2 separate regions of the Mus musculus genome follow, and region 1 is linked to region 2. A link is a contact called in public Hi-C data. All regions are on one chromosome and are shown on one strand. Each heading gives the region's core, a stretch centred on a gene start, on an enhancer-like site or on the middle of the called end of the contact. The rest is flanking DNA. Distances are from core to core; before and after follow the strand shown.

Evidence for each region. Hi-C and Micro-C count contacts between places; a contact is called where the count stands out from the background.
Region 1: a Hi-C map of the 3T3-L1 cell line shows a contact between it and region 2, with 3 times the contacts expected there. The contact joins two enhancer-like sites. A contact is called at or near these places in 4 of 484 Hi-C or Micro-C datasets (the 3T3-L1 cell line, the G1E-ER4 cell line, bone marrow-derived macrophages and 1 more) and 2 of 9 other capture datasets (adipose tissue and pancreatic islet).

Annotation. Positions count from the first base shown.
Region 1 is chr15:58,630,759-58,633,486 of GRCm38.p6, forward strand. All of the region lies in intron 31 of Fer1l6 (fer-1-like 6 (C. elegans)), which reads left to right. Among named protein-coding and RNA genes, the nearest start is that of Gm36451, 35 kb to the left of the region's middle. Within about 2 kb of position 1,448, at least 6 of the 459 cell types and tissues checked have an H3K27ac peak or open chromatin away from gene starts, as enhancers often do.
Region 2 is chr15:58,479,383-58,482,082 of GRCm38.p6, forward strand. No RefSeq gene overlaps it. Among named protein-coding and RNA genes, the nearest start is that of Fer1l6, 29 kb to the right of the region's middle. Within about 2 kb of position 1,444, at least 58 of the 459 cell types and tissues checked have an H3K27ac peak or open chromatin away from gene starts, as enhancers often do.

The DNA.
Region 1 (2,728 bases), core at 198-2,697, 150 kb after region 2:
AGCCATCCTCTTTTGATCTAAGTGGGTGTATTAGCTTACCCATGGTGCTGAAACAAAATATCATAAGTGGGTTTAAATGACTGAAATGTTCTTATCACAGTTCTAGGGGCTGTAGGTTCATGATTGAGATTCTGGCAGTGTTGCTATCTGGTGGAACCTATTCTGCTGGCTTGTATGTCTGCCTTCACATGGCTGTTCCTCTGGGGGTGTGAATGTAGAAGGAGAAAGAGTAACTTCTGAATTCTACAGTTCCATTCTTGTGACATTATTAGTTTTAGTCTCCTGCCTATAGCCAACCATAGGTCCAATCCCATTAAGTTTCAACATAGGCATTTAGGAGGCACTTAGATCAGTCTGTTAAGCTTTGCTGGCTCAGTTGGGTTACTCACTAGTGGGAAAGAGCATCAAAGGCAAAAGTAGAATGCTCACAGGGAAGACAGTGGGAGGAGGAGCCCTGAAAGGCACCCAGGACCCTACAGGGCAGCTACTGCCCTGGTGAAATTCCCCCAATGGCTTTATGGCTACACTGTTGAGCCAGCAGTTTCATTTGGGTGCAAAAAGAAAAAAAAAAAAAAACTCAAAACATTGTGTTCTCCAGGCTTCCCTTTTTGATAATGAGTCAAAAAATAAAATAAAATAAAACAATCTTTAATTACAATTTTTTTGATTTGTTGGGATAGTGGGAAAACAAACATGACATTCAATTGTACAAACCTTATGATTCACGGATTTGTCTTTAACCTGTTGCTTGGATTTGGTTTTCGTGATTGTCTTTGCAGTATTTTTATTCAATGCTATCTCGCTTCATGTTGCTCATATCCCTTGTAAGGAACATTGACAAAGCATAAAAGAGGAATTAATTTCCAGGTGTGGTGGTACAGGCCTTTCTTCAGGAGTTCCAGGCCAGCCACACACACAGTGAGATCCTGTCTCAAGAATTAAAAAATTAATGAGAAGAGAAAACAAATTGTCTTTTTATCGTGTACTTCTTGGATGTCCCTTCTCTCCTACGTACCATCACACTGCCGTGTGGCAGGGATGTTGTGATGGAGTCTTTGTCCTCGGTGCTCATGGTAACAGCCAGACAATCCAGGGTAGCCTATAATAAACACCTACCTACAGGATGCTCCACAATAGCCTTTTCAAAAATGTTATTCAGGAAGATCCTGGTGCCCTGGGAGATAATTAATATACATTCCACAGGAAACAGAGTGCATGCTCATGTAAATATGAGAAATATTCTGTCCAATAATTGATTTTTTCCCCTCCAACTCTGGAGGTTCTCAAAGCTCACATGCACACTAAAGGCCCAGAGAATTCTGGAAGCAAACGAATGTATTGAACTGTTAAATCCTCAGCACCATGTCCACTTCCCAACCCCTGTGATTTCCTCTCACTGAATTACCGAGCTATGAATCACAACCCTTGCTGCAGTTCTGCTGTCTAGTGCTCTCTACACAAAGGTCAGGGCAACTCTGGACAAGGTTCCTGCCTGGAGCCGGGGCGGGCAGCATGGAAGAGGGCTGCCTTGGGCTACAGTTTGAGGACACAGCGACCTTAAATGAACATAGAAGGAGGGTGACAGTCCCGTGTTTCATTAGCAAGAAAGTCACTGTAGGATGGAGAGCCGGTGTTTGGTGTGGACCTTGTTAGTAGTGGTGACTGTCTGTGCTTTTCTATCATGTATTAATATACAATTAGTTATATAATACACTGATTTTAAAATAATGTGATAAGTACTAAAAGATTGTGAAAAAAAAATGCATGCAGGAAGAAGTCAAAGTTCTTTACTGTGTTCCTCTTCCTTAACAAGATAGCGCAGACACTTTCCCAGATCAGCACATTGCTTCATTTCTTTCAGTGGCCATGTGATGCTTTCTCGTGTGCCTATAACACCACTTGTTCACACAAGAACTATTAAGAAGACTCTGTTCATTACAATATCCTTGAAACAAAGTAATGAGCAGAGCAGTACTCTCAGTTTCATGGCGATCACGTGCTAGAACCGAGTGGTATGAAAACTAGGACATATAAAAATATTAAAAAATAAACAAAGGGAGAGCAAAGTGTGCTGGTTGTATCAGAGTTCACTGAGGTATAGAGAATTAAATGCGGGTGATTTGACAAGAAAAATCAAAGGAGTCGCTTATTTAGATTGTGCTTTGGCACGCAGCCTGTTTATAAGTTTTGGATATTAAGCAATCTCTAGAGAACATTCTTGTTCTAATCCATGGAGCTGGATGCACTTACCCTGTTTGGTCTGAGGGAGACAGTATTAAGTATTGAGCTGTTTCTCAGCGTTCTTCACTGCCAAGTGTCTCAGTCTGTTTGATGCCACATCTTGATTGGCCTCCTACCAGGACCTTTCCCTACACCAGTTCACTTTTGACAGCCTACAGTACAACCAGTCTGGAATCAGGCTTCATGATCAGAAATACATCATCACTCAGGGAACTAGGGCTAAAGGCAAGATTCATGGGGAATTGGCTTCAGAAACCACTGGTGCTGGACAGGGTCTTTGGGTCCACCCCATGGTTATACAGACAGATCCAGAAACAACATAACTTGGCCAAGATGACACAGTTAAAAGTTAGAACAGGGGCTCACATCTTCTGCCTCTTTCTCCAGCATGTTCCTCACTGCTGTGTGCCAAGGACTGGCTGCCTCTGGGTAGATGACAGAAGAGAAAGGCGAATATCAATAATTGTTCTTCTTAAGAGCAAAACTA
Region 2 (2,700 bases), core at 194-2,693:
GGCAGGAGAGGTGAAAGGGCTTAGTGCTCTGGTGTTACAGAAGAGACCTCAGTGCTGACAGGTCTCTATTATAGACAGGAGGTGCTGAAGTTCAAATGCAGCTCTTGATCGATCTCCATGGGGTGTGTATGTGTGTGTGTGTGTGTGTAATTTTTTTGTTTTTGTTATATAATCCTACAGTCAAAGGAAGGAGCAGTTGCTTAGTTAGGGTGGGTGCACTAGAACCACCTTGGATGAGACATAAATGTTCTTCCCAGACCTCACCCTAGAGAAACTGAATTAGGGTTTTCAGGACTAGGTTCCCAGGGGAGTCTTTGAACATCCAGGGTTGAAAGCTGCAAACTGGGTTCTTGGTTAAGACTGTTCAAAGGTTTGAGTTCTCCTTATTCACACAGAAGGGAGAATGAAAACTTAACACAGTGACATTTTCTGCTCAGTGTGCTGTTTCCTTTCCTCTCTGGCTTAAACTGCTTTCACAATTGTATTTAAAATCAAGAATTACCTTCCGAATTTTAAAACCATTAACAGTCCTCTGCATGGTGTGTGTGAAGTATAGATAGACCAATGAACAAAAAGCCAAGATGACTATCTATCTATCTAATCTATCTAATCTATCTATCTATCTATCTATCTATCTATCTATCTATCTATCTATCTATCTATCATTTATCTACTATCTATCATCTATCTACTATCTATCTATCATCTATCTATCTGTCTATCATCTATCTACTATCTATCTATCTATCTATCTATCATCTATCTATCTTTTTTATCTATCTGTTGCTCTGTCATCTATCCATATTTATCCTTCAGCTAGAACCCAGGGTCTTATGTATAGTGAGCACTCTACCAGAGCCTAGCTAGAGTAGTTAGTTGTTTTTTGTTTTTTAGATAGCCACTTCTTGTAGTGCCAGAGACAGTTAGTTACATTTAAAAATAAGCATTCTGGTGGGTGAGTTACAGGGTGCACGCAGGTCATTTTGAGGCCATTCCTTGAAACTATGATTATTTTATGCTCCTCATTAATCCTCTATTGTTCTAAAATGAGCCTTCCTCATTCTTTGTGTTTGTCATCACCGGCCACAGGAGCATAAATGACACGATCTATGACTAAGAAGAAAAACAACTTAAAGCCATTATAATCAGAACCATATGGTGCTTAGTGGTGTTCAGCTGAGTGAGACTGAGTCACGAGCACCTCTGGCCTCGGCGTACCGTGTGTTTGCTTACTTGATCCCAGACAGAAGCACCCTGATGCTTTATGTGTTAAAGAGAAAGACTGCTTCTTTTTGACAATTGTATCATTGATTAAAATTAGAGGCAAAAGAAAAACTAAAACTCCAATGAAAAACTTGTATCATTACCTTTAAGAACCTGTTTGGAGAAGCCTTGTGAATCTTGAGTCACCCAGTGCCACTGTGGTTCTCCAGTGTCAGGTTACAGCATGCTGCTGCTAGCAATTTGGGATAGATTCCATTTTCTGGCTCTCATTAATAATGGCCTTCTCTTCACAGGAGCATTTGTCCCCTGGGAACTAGGGTCTAAACATGTTTGATATGTGTCTTTCTGTTCCTGGCTTAACACAGTCTAGAGTCCCTTTCACTTTATGGTAAAGAACATGTTTTCCTCCATCCAACAGCTGAATGGCACTGCATTGTATATATAGCCAAGTTTATTTTATCTCTGTATCTGTTGGTGGACACACGGGCTGATTTCATAACCTGACTTTTATGAGGGATTCTACAATAAGCATTTATCTGCAGGTATCTCTAATATATGCTAATTCGAGTCCTTTGGACTCTCATCAAGAATTTGTATAACATGATCCTGTTATACATATACATATACACATACACATACACACACATACACATATATACATAGACATATTATACATATGCATAGCCCAGGTTAGCCATGAGTTATGTTGCTCTTGACTCTAACTCCTGAGTAGTGGGATTAGAGACATGAGCAATCCTACCTAAATGTACTTCATTGTCTCCTTCCCGCCCTCTCTCCCTCCCTCCTTCCCTTCTTTTCTTCCTCCCTTCCTTCTTTACTTCTTTCATCCCTCCCCACCTTGTTCTGTATAAACTGGGAGTTTTGGCAACAGATGTATAAACTGATGGCATGACCACTCTAAAGTATGGTTGAACAGAAGGTTTTTGTTGTAGACATGAAGGGGAAAGCAGCCAGAGGGATCTGGAAGAGTCTAGAGCAGAGAGACAAAGTAGACTGACCATGGCCAGCAGAGTGACTTGGCTATGAGAGAAGAGAGGAGAGGCAGAGAGAGGTAAGGGCCATGAGAGGGAGAAAAAGAAAGAACACAGAGAGAGAGGGAGGAGGGAGGAGGAAGGAGGAGGGGGAGAGGGAGGAAGGAGAGGGAGGAGGGAGAAAGGAGAGGGAGGAGGGAGAGGGAGGAGGGGGGAGGGAGGAGGGAGGAGGGAAAGGGAGGAAGGAGGAGGGAAAGGGAGAGAGAAAGAGGATTTGGCCAGGAGACAAGAGAGAGCGGCAGAGGACACGAGGAGAGCTGAGAAGTGCCAGGATGCCAGCATGGGCTCTGAGGTGTGTAACAGGAATTTGTGATGCTGAGGGACACTAGAGGCCGGTGTGTGCTCTGGTATGCTAGTAGCCTCCGCAGACAGTCATTTGATCCTTCAGCATGCCAGTGATAAGGGAAACTTTATCACTGGCAGA